Regions from separate parts of the Anser cygnoides genome. Here all the other regions are linked to region 3. Evidence: chromatin contacts called from public Hi-C data. All regions are on one chromosome and are shown on one strand. The core of a region is the stretch at or near the end of the contact, and the rest is flanking DNA. Distances in the headings are between cores, read along the strand shown. Region 1 holds the start of LOC106039625 (borealin-2-like). Region 2 holds the start of DNAJA2 (DnaJ heat shock protein family (Hsp40) member A2). Region 3 holds the start of LONP2 (lon peptidase 2, peroxisomal). Region 4 holds the start of NETO2 (neuropilin and tolloid like 2).

Region 1 (2,700 bases), core at 108-2,607, 340 kb after region 3:
TTAAAATTAAAGTTGTTCATGCATCACCACCCGTAAACACTACACGAGAAAAGCTCAGTAGTCAAGGACTTCAGATTAACAGAAAGACAAAACAGTCTCTGGGGCTAGGATGAACATGTTCAGATGAAAAGCAGTTCTTATGTTTTTAAGCACAGACACTACTAAAAACTTGTAATCACTCCTTGTCTCGTCAGGCTCTAAGTAAGGTGACTTAAGAACACAAGCAAAAGAAGATTCCAGACCAAACTGTTACCTACTAATTCTACACCCTGCATTACACGGATCAGTCTACCTGAACAAGAGTACTGACTGGTCACCTGCAACGTAATACCACTGCTGATCAGCTTAAAATATTCAGCAGGCGAAGAAACCTTTATCATAAAAGCCCCCAGCTTGCAGCTTTTTCTCACGTTAGTCAAGGGTACATATAGAAGTACTGATGTCTGCTTTGCTCACAAATACCAAATACTTTGATCACACATACTTACTAAGCAAGTCTTTTCTTTTCATTTTTCTGATGGCAAGTGGTATCTTCAGCAATTCCACTGTAAATGCCTTCTCAGCTGTTTGCAAGAGCGCATCAAGTTCTTTCTTCATTTCCCGGATGCTTTCCTTAGCTTTAAAACAAAATCGGCTTTTATTGCCATACGTGTTAAACATTTCCAAGTAAAATCACTGCTGGATCGCATAAAACAACTTAATGTTTTAGATAGGGTAATTTGACTTGGAGTCAAAAGTGATTTGCAAGTAAGCCTCGAGTTAAGGCAGCTCCGCGCAGCTGTGCCTGTTTCAGAGCGGATCAATGAACAACGCTGACTGCTGAAATGCTGACATTAACTAATACAAGAGCAGATTACCCTGTTGCCCACCTTCTAAGGAGGAGCGTGGCAGCACCACAGGCGGCGCAGAGACATTTTTAGCGCACACGTACCACCGACGAGCACAGCGACACGACCAACGCCTCAGGCCGGCACTTAGGGGAAGGCGACCAGGCCGCGGGCACCCTCAGCAGCCCCAGGCCCCCACACCCGCCGCCAGGGCGGCCCCTCACGGAGCGGCGACGCCTGCGGGGGCCGTTCCTGGGGGTCTGAGCTCTGCCGACCCGGCCCCGAGCCTCTCCCCGGCCTCAGCGGGTCTGTCCCTGGGCCCCGGCCCTACCCTGCTGGTCGAAGTCTCTGAGGAAGAGCGCGATGCGCTGGTCCTTCTTCTCCTGGGAGAGCGCCCCGCGGTCGGGCTCCACACCCGAGTCGGTACTGCGCCGTTTGACCGGGGGCTTCCTCAGGGACATGGCCGCGACCCCTTGAGACAAGCAGGCGGCTCCTGACGCTTGGAGCTTTTGTAAGAGCGGGGGCTTCTCCCCCCCTACCTCCCCCCGCTCCGCCCCGGGGCCGGGGCGGGCACGCCCTTGGGGCAGCCATAACGGCCGGCCCCGGCCCCCGAGCACGGGCTGGCGGCTGTGAGGGCGCGGGGCGGCCCAGAGCCGGGGGCTGGAAGCACCGGGGGGCCCTGGCCCGCCTCGTCAGGAGGGAGAGAGGAGGCGGCGAGGCCGTCCCGGGGAGCCCCGGGGCCCGGAGCGGGGCTGGGCACGGCCAGAGAGGCGCAGCGGGGACGGGGCTGCCGCGTCCTGACAGGAGCCGAGCGCAGCAGGTGGGCGGGCTTAGGCGCACACACGCACAGGCGCTTTCTTCTGATGGAGAAAAATGAGAAATTCCTTTTAAAATATGTTTTTATGAATTGCTTTGAAGCAGGTGCTGCTGGCCTTGGCACCGGAGGAGCGGCGGTAGCGCCTACGGCCGCTTTCGTCCGGCGGGGTGAGTCGTACCCAGCTCCGGGCTGCGGGGTGCTGGTGGTACTGGTGGTGGTGGTCCTGATGGTACTGGTACTGCTGGTGGCGGTACTGGTACTGCTGGTACATCTGGTGGTAGTGGTGCTGCCAGGGGCGGGCGCTGGAAAGCCGTTTTGTCGAGTAGGAGGGACCTCATGTGAGAGCTGTGGCCTCGTACTTCGTTATTTTACTGCTTGTTCTGCTGCAAATTATTATGCAAATCCTTACAATTTGTGTAAACTCTGATCGGGTGAACAGAGAAAAATGTAACGGTGTGGAGCGTTATATAGGCAAGAATACACACAGTATTGAATGTATTAAAATATTAAAATACATATTAAAAATGTAATTCCTAGTAGAAATGTATGACCTTATATGAATCCAAATAATAATAAAAAAAAACACACCAGAGGTTTGAGTATTTTAGGTTTTATACAAATAATCTAACCTGTATTCTTTATTGATTGAGGACCTGCATAAAAAGGAATTTAGATGATGTTGTAAAACACTAGGGTTTTCTTCATACAGTGTATACAATTCATGTTGTAAACTCTCTAAAGTTAGTAGGTTTTTCATATCTTCTTATGACTGGCACAACCTCAGGATCTACTGAACCAGATGGGACGGACTACATCACTCAGACAAAGCTGTAAACTCAGGCTGACAGCCCGTAGTATCATTTCAGATCAGACCATGTTCTTGTTTGTAAAGCAAACAACCCCACCCCACTGCCCCCAAATAAATGCCCCCAAGTAAATGCTTCAGCTCCAGAAAACACTCCAATACCTGACACAAACAAGGATATAGCCAGCTTTTGCTTTTGTTTTAGCGGTGCTGCTATACACATAAGCAGGACTAGCTTCCCTTTCCCTAAA
Region 2 (2,700 bases), core at 84-2,583, 320 kb after region 3:
TTTTCTTTCTTTCTCCATGTCTCTGAGCCAGACTAATAATTAGAGTCTATGCGACTGTCTTTCCAGTAGCTGTTTTCTGCCCTGTCACTGTTTTCCTCTCTCTAAAGAGAGTCTCCATTTCCCTTTGAAGTTCTTGACTGCTGCCACACCTACAATACCAAAGGCAGATATTACCATGATGTACTAAACTAGATTGTGCCGGACTTAATAAACCCAATGATGGAATTTAGGGTTCTGTAAACAACAGCCTAGGAAGGAGCAGAGAAACCAGCAGTAGACTGCATTGCCCAACACAGCCATTGCAACCACAAGCTATAGCAAGTAACTAAAGATGAAGTCTCCCTCCAGATGATGAGGAAAGAAGCCTCCAAGTAGTCAGATCTGCTCCCCTGAGGCAGAAGGCCTACTCAGATCTCTGCACCTCAAACACATGAATCACTTCAAAGCACCTTTTCTGCGCTCTCTCTCACAGGCCAAGTCACTTATCCACCCCAGCAGACTCTCCCCAGGGCCTGTCATCACCCACCCGGTCCTTATGCACACCCTCTCCCAGACATGCTCTAGGCTTGCCCTGGGAGCACCCAGGAGGGCATTTTCAGTCCTCTGCCATCTCAGGGGCCTGGCCCCAGCCAACTCCACCTTCCTCAGCCGAGCACTGGCCACAGGTTCTGGGGCTTTCTGGTGGCCACTGCTTGGTGAGGGGCTGGCAGCCAGGTGGCCGCACCTGAGGAGAGGCACCAGGTGAGGAGAGGCTCGAGTTGCTGCCACACTGAAGGGACTAAGCACTAATGAAGCACAACGGGCCTGTTCATTTGCCAGCTAGAAGTGGTGTCTTGCTGGGGCATCAGCATCTCTTGAGCACTTGTTCCTGAGTCACTCCAGGCCTAGCCTGGCAACTCGTGCTTCTTTGAGATCGCAGGAGCTGAGCAAAACCCTACAAAACACGGAGCAGATGGGCACTAACGCTATTTATAACCAACAAAGCCTTAGTAACACGCGTCTGAAGGAAAAATCTGTCGGCGTGTGCGGTGAGGCCGCGCGGGCCACCCTCAGTGACAGTGCTCGGGGTGACGGAGGGGAGGCTGAAGGCACGGTTTCCTCAGGGCACGCCTCGCTCCTCACGCGGCCCCTCAGGCGCTGCCCCTCAGGGCTCTGCCCGCACCGCCCCCTCCCGCCTCCCGCCCCGCGGCTGTTAGTGCCGGCAGCGCCCCCTGCCGCCAGGCGGCGGCACTGGGTCAGGCGCCCGAAGTGGGCCGAGGGGCGGGGCCGCGGCGCCGAAGGGCGAAGGGGCGGGGCTCCCGCGGCCCCTCCCCTCCCTCCCTCTCTCCCTCCTCGCGTCGCGGCGCGGTGACGCGGGGCGTGTGCGCGTGACGTCGGCAGCGGCTCTCGTCCTGCTCCCGGGCTCGCCCTCGCCGCCCCTCGGCCCGCTCCGGCCCCGCCGCCGCCCGCTGCCGCCATGGCGAACGTGGCCGACACGAAGCTGTACGACATCCTGGGCGTGCCGCCCGGCGCCTCCGACAACGAGCTCAAGAAGGTGCGGCCGGGCCGGGCCGGGCGGCGCCGCCGGGCAGGGCCCCGGGTCTGAGGGAAGGCCCCGGGCTTGGGGGGGAGCGGGGCCTGCAGGCGGCGGGGCCCGGCCCGGCCGCGGCGCTGAGGCCTGGCGGGGGGGACCCGGGGCAGGGGCCCGGGCCGAGTAGGCCGCGGGTAGGCCCCGGGGGAGAGCAGCGGGGGAGGGGGGGAGGAGGAGGAGAAGGAGGAGGGAGCGGGGCCCGGCCGGGCTCCCCGAGGCCCCGTCAGCTCCCTGCGGCCCGGCCCGGCCCCGCCAGGTCCTCGCGGCGCCGAGGGAGCCCCCGCTCGTCTCGCCCCCGCGGCGCCGCCTGCCCGCCCGCCCGCCTGCCTCCTGGGCGGCGCTCGCAGCCGGCGAGAGGCTCCTTGGGGGAGGAACGGGCATGCGGCAGCAGGTGGGGGCCGCTGCCATTGTCTGCCCCACGTGTAGGCCTCGGTGGGGTCTCGCTTTGCTCCCGGATCTGGTCGTTTTCAGGCTGCTGGCTGCGAGGTGAGGTAAAGAAAGGAGCGAGGAGAGAGCTTGGAGCCGGTTCATCGTTTACTGCATCCATTTCGCTCAGTGGTGCATAAACTTTTTTTTTTTCTTCCCCAAAAGAAATTAAGCGCCATTTACACGTGAGGGAGGATAACTAAGTAGGCAGTTTACTAGCAGTGACCTGCTTCTGCTGCTGGGTGGTGCTGGAATTAACAACTCCCCCGTCATGCATGTGCTAGCCCAGTTTGTGCAGGGATAGGCAGTTGCAGTGTTGAAATAGCGTTAGAGGTGGAAGGCATGCGGCAAGAAGCTCCTGAACACAATCAAGTAGATTTTTTTTCCTTGCTAAGTTCTCTTAAGGGTGTCTTGTCTCCTGTAAGCACAAAGAACTTGCAGCAGTCCTTCACTCAATAATCTGTATGGCTTAATGTTCGTTGCTATGTGTTATGCTTGTCTTGGCATGTAAAGTTTTGGGCTGCCCACAGCAGTGAGAAGTTCATCCATCTCTTATTGTCACAAAGAGGTCGTGTGGATTCTTTATTCGTGTAATATTTTAATGTAGATATAAAAGTATAGAAAAGGTAAAACTAATAAAATCCATAATAGCTTGATCAAAAGGGTCTGACAGAACACTGATGAGTTAAACTAATTTCTGTTGA
Region 3 (2,941 bases), core at 40-2,539:
CTGTTCAACTTCAGCAACTGGATACGGCTTCTCTTTCAGCAACTGCAGTATCTGGAATCGGCAGAGGCCCGTAACGAGCAATGTATAATGCGGCTTGGGCCAGTTGCTGCCAACCACCTGAACTGCCAGAGCAGCAGTGCCAATCCTAAAAACAGATCAAATCTTTGTATTACTCGGCACCTTCCACAGAACATTTCACGTGTCCCTTACCAACAAGAAACTGAACTGTAGGACCTCTGAGGTCATAGTTCATTATCAACAAAGGTAACAGAATTACATGACCTCTTTTGCACACAAATTAACAAAACCAAACCTTAAAACTTGAAAAGGAATGAGGTAACTGACAAACTAACAATAGCAATATAATACACACATCCTTTTTGGGAACAAGTAACTTTTTCATAAATAATTTAAGGGATCTTGGAACAGGAAAGGAATGCTTACCTTTCTGCTTGAACTATTTGCACTAGAAAACGGAGCGTTTGTAAACTACTGTTCTTCAGTGAAATTGTCTGTCTCATCCAGAATTAATGTTTTAGTTCACATTTACCTGATTAAACTATGATTAAACTACCTGCTTAAGCAGAATTAAAATACATTCTTGCAAAACGTTACTGAATCCACTAATGCAACAAAGTTTTGTAAGGAATAAAGCATATTAGTTCTATTTGTACTTCATCCCACAGAAATATAATTAGCTTTTAGGAACCTAGGTCTCTACCTGTGTTACTTTTATTAAACCACAACAAAAAACAATATGGGTAGAGCCTTAATGACCCTAAACTTTATCGAATCGCGTTATTCTCTTGCACCCCGGTCTTGCTTTCCCAACCTTCTGGCATGCGCCAGCCCCCCAGTCCCTGCCACCGCGTCCCCTCCGGAGAAGCTCCGGGTAGGGGAGAGGCAGCCCCAGGGAGGCCGAGCAGCAAAGCCCCGTCCCCAAGGCCCGGCTCCCCGGAGGTGCCAGCCGGGGCGAGGCGACGGCCGGGACGAGCTGGCGGTGGCACCTGTGCAGGGAGGGCAGGTCGTCGCAGTCGGACGTGGGGTCGCTGGTGTTGGGGATGACGCCGATGATGGTGCTGCGCAGCGACGTGCCCTTCAGGAGCCGGCTGCGCACCAGCTGCATGTTGCGCGGCGAGTCCACGCTGGTCCGCATGGTGGAGCCGGGCAGCAGGACGCCCTCGTGGGTGAGCAGCAGCGGCAGGCGGCTGGGGATCTGGATGGCGCTGCCCGCCGCCATGGCCGCCCGCTGCGCTGCGCTGCGCCCCGCCGCCCGCCCACGGCCCGGCCCGGCCCCGCCCGCTACGGGCACCCGAGAGGGACCGGCCGGGCCCGGAGGCACGGGCCTGGAGGGGAGGCCCCGCGGCACCTGCCGCCAAGCGGCCCGGTCCTCTCAGGGGCCCCGCCTGCCGCCGCGCCAGGCGCCGGGCCCCGGCCCAACCTCGGGTTGTTTTGTTTTGTTGTCGCCCCTTCTGGGGGTGATGGCACGGGGACAGTGCTGTGCCTCGGCAGCCTCGGCCACCAGATGGCAGGCTAGCTCTTGCAATAGGCTCAGGGTTTCCTTTTGTGTGCCTGTTAAATAAATAAATAACACCAAAAAGTGCTATAAATGAGTTTGTAATAACATTAGGCTCCATTAATAGAAAGGTAAATAGTGAAAGGCAAGGCTTTGGGGATTCCATTTACTGGTTGCAAGTGCTTAGTTCCTTGAGTAAAAGGCACGCTCCCACGGCTCCCACATGTTTGGCCCAGGCCCTCTTTCCTTAGGCTGTTGTTGGGGCAGGGGCTCCCCAGTGCTCCAGGCAGCCCTGACCCCAACGGAAGACATGCAGAAACACCCCTCTGCAGCAGTATAGGGACCAAGGCCCAAACCTTCACCTCAAGCTTTCGCCACGCGAGGATTCAAGCACCAAGTGGTGGTGCCCAGGACACAGCCAAATCCACTCCCCGCCTTTTCACAGGGCCACCTGTGGGCTGAGGCTGATCCCAGGACGCCACTAATGCAGGGCAACATTCAGTGCAGTGTAATGGGGTTCAGCAGAGCTGGAGGCAACACCATTTGTTACAGCTGTGCTGTGTCTAGCTCCTTTTGCTCTAGTAATACTGCTTTGCTCATTCATGCAAAAGCCTGCTCGAGGGATGGACTGTGAGCACTCAGGCCTATGGAGAGTTCAGATGAACAAGCTGATTGCAGAAACTTGCCCTTTTTTTTTCCCCCTACCCTCCACTGGTGAAAAGAGGTGCAATATTAAAATTGCATAATGCAATGAGCTATGTTAGCCAATCCCTTGTTAATCACTGACTGACTCGGTATGCTTTGAACAAAGGTAATCCTATACAAAGGTGAAAGTGTAGTAGCAAGGACTGTTTATACAAGCTGGCACTTTGAAACGCACAAGTATAGCTACAGTAAGAAACTTGCTTAGTCACGCAGTTTATTAATGCCTTAATCTGTTGGCCTACTAGAAGAAAATGTCACAGTAAAAAGACATATGGAAGTAATAACAATGGTTAAATGCAAGAAATTACTACAGCTGAGAAAAATTTTTTCTCTGTAAAACAGTCACTTCAGACAACTTAGAAAGAACCTAGAATTTAATGTACTATTCAACATGACATTTAGAAAATACTAATGCAAAAGAGTACTTAACACAAGAATATAGAAAATGTTTTGTGAACTTCCTGATGTTAAACATAATTACTCTGTAAACATATGTTCAACATTCACATATGTTTAAGCTTCTCTAATTATATTAGTTTGGAATGCGAACACAAACCAAACCTAAAGGTTAAACATTTGCTCATCGTATTTATTGATGAATTTGCTCAATCTGAATCTTTTCATTAAAAAAAAAAATTACCAATTTCATCATGTTTATTCTCCAGGCCATAATTTTCTTCCCTTCTTCAGAAATGACTAGTCCCTCTGGTCATTAAAAAT
Region 4 (3,046 bases), core at 461-2,960, 260 kb after region 3:
AAAGGATAAAAACCTGTGGATGAGGCACAGATACAGTAGAAATTATTACTCTGCTTGGTATTTTCTAGGGTTGCTACAGTTAAACATTTTTGTTAGCAGAGAAAAACACCATCACAAAGCAGATCCACCTAATGAGGACTACTTTTTACATAGGAATTTTCACTGTAGAGTTGAACATTTCCTCCTACCACTGTAAAAATGTACAGTTACAAGGTGAATAGAAAGAAACTGCTTTACCCAGTGCTGGAATGCAGCAGCTCTTTAACAGTTCATGGGAAACTCCCCTTTGAGAAGCGACTGTATCGTCTCTATTTGAAATTGAAAGGACAGTTCGAGTAAGCGGAATAATATAATTATGTAACTTGGGATTTTGCCACAGCATCGAGCTTAATACTTCACATCAAGCTGTTTAGAACACCGAAATGGTTCTGTAATGCCCAGAGGCGCTGGGGACCTTTCCTCCAAGGTCTCGGATGTCCCCTTCAGGCCGCTAGCCAGGAGCAGGAGCGTGGCGTGTTCCCCCAGGACATGCTGGCCTTTGAACACCGTAGAAAGAACTGATCCAAACGCAAAGCACCGCACCGCAAGGCAAGCAGAGCTTCACGCCTCACGCCCACGCCCGAGGCTGGAGCAGGCGGCCCCGCAGGCTGCGCACCAGCACCTAAAGGCCCGACTGCCGTGTCCGTGGGGTGGGCTCCAGGCTGCTTCCACGGGGTGCCCGAGCCCCGAGACCCCCCGGGAAGCACCCTGGGGATGCAGCCCGGGGCCGGGCGCGGGGAAGCCGCGGGCGCAGCGCTGCGGGGCCGGCCCGGGAGCTTGCGGCGCCTCGGGTCCCCCGGTCCCGGCTGCCCGGCGGCTGCTCTTGGTCCCCCTGCCCTGCGGAAGGCGCTTCCCGGGAGCCAGGCAGCCCGTGCCCGGTGTCCCACCTCGGGCCCCCGCCCGAGGGCACGCACAGCTCCTCTCGCCGGCTGCCCCGAGGTGATGGGGCGGCAGCCGGGCGGGCAGCGGGCAGCGGGCAGCGGGCGCCCTTTGCTTAAGTTCGTGTCGAGTGACGGCTCCGTGGCTCCGTGGGAGCCGTCACAGCAGCCGCACAAGGGCGTGTGCCGGGCTCCCGACCCGCAGGCAGCACAACGCAGCCGGGCTGGGCACGCCGCCGGGGCTCCGCCGGGAGCAAGGGGGAGAAGGGGGGAACGCCCGGCGGAGCGGGGGGGCCGGCTGCCTGCCGCCCCCGGACAGCCAAAGGCGGGCACATCCGTTCTCCACCTTCCTCCAGCCGAGCCCCCGGGCGGGCAGCGCCGCCGGGCCCCTCTCCGCAGCCGGGCGAATCCCGGCGCGGGGGGCCGGGGGAAACCGCCCGGCACTGCCCTCCCAGGGCACGGGGCCGCCGCCCCCGCTCGGTGCCCGGCCCGGCGGGGGGCGCGCAGCGGCCCCGGCGGCTGCGGCTGCTTGCGGGGCTCGGCGGGGGGCGGGCACATGCGTACAAGCGACTGAGGCGAGCAAACCCCCCTCGCGGCTCGAAGCGGCTTCATTCACCGGCTGGGAGCCGCCGGGCTGCGAGCGGAGCGTCTCACCGAGAGCCTCCTCCCCGGCCCCCGGGGCGGGCCAGCCCCGACGGTGCCCGCCGAGCCCCGCTCTAGATGGGACTGAGCGCGGCGGCGGCTCCGGGCTCGGGAGAGGGGGGAGGAGGAGGAGGAGGAGGAGGAGGAGGAGGAGGAGGAGGAGGCTGAAGCTCCGGGCATGGCCGCGGGCGGGCGGGGGCCGGCCGAGCCGTAGCCGCGGGCCACAGCGCCCTCGCGGGGGGCCGCCGCGCCCGGCCGCGGCCATGGAGCGCCGCTGATCGCTGCCGAGTGGAAGCCGCCGCCGGGAGACGATGGCCCCGCACCAAGTCTGCTCGGTGCTGGAAGGTAGGAGCCCCCCGCCGGCCCCGAGCCCCCCGCCCTACCGGGCCGCCTCTTCGGCTGCCCCCGCCGCCCTCCCTCGGCCCGCGGAAACTTTTGGCCGAGGGGCCGGGGATGCTCCGCGCCGGGGGAAGCCGGCGGCAGCTCGGGGCGAAGGGGGCCGGCAGCCCGCAGCCACCCCCGGCTGCCCCCGTCCCGTCCCGGCCGGGCAGGGCAGGGCAGGGCAGGGCAGGGTCGTGCTGCGGGAGCTCTGTGGCCGGGGGGACCCAGCCGCGGGGTCGGGGGATGCGAGTCTGCCCCGGGGCTCGGCCGTGCGCTCCCGAGACGCGTCGAGAGCTTCTGCGCTCCATCTTTTCACAGCCAGAATCCTCCTTCTGCTCCCCTAACTCTCCCGGTGAGATGTGGAACTGTGGGCAGGGTAGCGGGCTCGCTGTCAGGAGCGAGCTCTCTTTTCAGCGAGGTTTTCACGAAATCAGCTCCTGCTTGACCGGTATTCACCTCTGCTTCCCTTTCTCCTGAGGCTTGTAAATCCTGTTCCTAACTACTTCAGGCGCAGAGGTAAACAGCTGAGGAAAGCCAGCCTTCCCCCCGGCCTTTCCTTATCTGTGCTATTATTTATAGAGCCCAACGACAAGCGAAGGGTCTCTGATAGAAAACAAAGCTAAACGTGGCAGTTAACCTTGTGCCTCGCGAGATGGTTTCTAGCGTTCTGCATCTTCTTCAGCAATACCAGACGTGCACCACCAGGGATTTTTTTTATTAAATTATTCCATTAGGAAATTTTGGAACGTTTGTTTGCATTATTTAAGCCATTGAGGCATTACTGCAGTGGGGAGAACTGTTTCTGATGTGCATTGATGTCTTCCCACGGTATGAAAGTTGTAAAGAAGTCTGTTTTAAATCCAGAATGTTTCCTTAGCCCATAAAATCCCATGTCTCTGATCTGAAGGATAGTTATCTTGAGGGTTTAAATAAATATTTTTCATTTATTAGCATAATAATTGAGAGAGAAAGTCTTTGCTTTCAGCAAATGCCTATTATATAGAGGTGTTAACCATCCACTGGTTTTAGACACCACAGGAACAAAAGGCTTACTGGGTAAGCCCCAAGAAAATGTAGTTAGTTTTATTTTTCCACTTCCTCTGTAA

Evidence for each region. A called contact is a pair of places that touch in the nucleus more often than the background predicts.
Region 1: a contact with region 3 is called in a Hi-C map of liver, with 2.0 times the contacts expected there. The contact joins the promoter of LOC106039625 here to the promoter of LONP2 in region 3. A contact is called at or near these places in 2 of 7 Hi-C or Micro-C datasets (both in liver).
Region 2: a Hi-C map of liver shows a contact between it and region 3, with 2.4 times the contacts expected there. The contact joins the promoter of DNAJA2 here to the promoter of LONP2 in region 3. A contact is called at or near these places in 2 of 7 Hi-C or Micro-C datasets (both in liver).
Region 4: a contact with region 3 is called in a Hi-C map of liver, with 13 times the contacts expected there. The contact joins the promoter of NETO2 here to the promoter of LONP2 in region 3. A contact is called at or near these places in 2 of 7 Hi-C or Micro-C datasets (both in liver).

Annotation. Positions count from the first base shown.
Region 1 is chr12:19,510,282-19,512,981 of Taihu_goose_T2T_genome, forward strand. LOC106039625 (borealin-2-like) reads right to left here and starts at 1,358. Exons shown (of 8, transcript XM_048073299.2): 1 at 1,159-1,358; 2 at 489-617. The coding sequence starts at 1,288. It overlaps DNAJA2 (DnaJ heat shock protein family (Hsp40) member A2), which reads left to right. Exons shown (of 12, transcript XM_048073403.2): 9 at 1-1,338; 10 at 1,746-1,811.
Region 2 is chr12:19,486,549-19,489,248 of Taihu_goose_T2T_genome, forward strand. It overlaps DNAJA2 (DnaJ heat shock protein family (Hsp40) member A2), which reads left to right and starts at 1,334. Exons shown (of 12, transcript XM_048073403.2): 1 at 1,334-1,534. The coding sequence starts at 1,457. LOC106039583 (a long non-coding RNA gene) reads right to left here and starts at 1,301. Exons shown (of 4, transcript XR_010834410.1): 1 at 1-1,301.
Region 3 is chr12:19,165,921-19,168,861 of Taihu_goose_T2T_genome, forward strand. LONP2 (lon peptidase 2, peroxisomal) reads right to left here and starts at 1,290. Exons shown (of 15, transcript XM_013186832.3): 1 at 1,008-1,290; 2 at 1-145. The coding sequence starts at 1,240.
Region 4 is chr12:19,424,867-19,427,912 of Taihu_goose_T2T_genome, forward strand. NETO2 (neuropilin and tolloid like 2) reads left to right here and starts at 1,711. Exons shown (of 9, transcript XM_048073401.2): 1 at 1,711-1,904. The coding sequence starts at 1,871. The region is part of intron 2 of LOC106039583 (a long non-coding RNA gene); the gene reads right to left.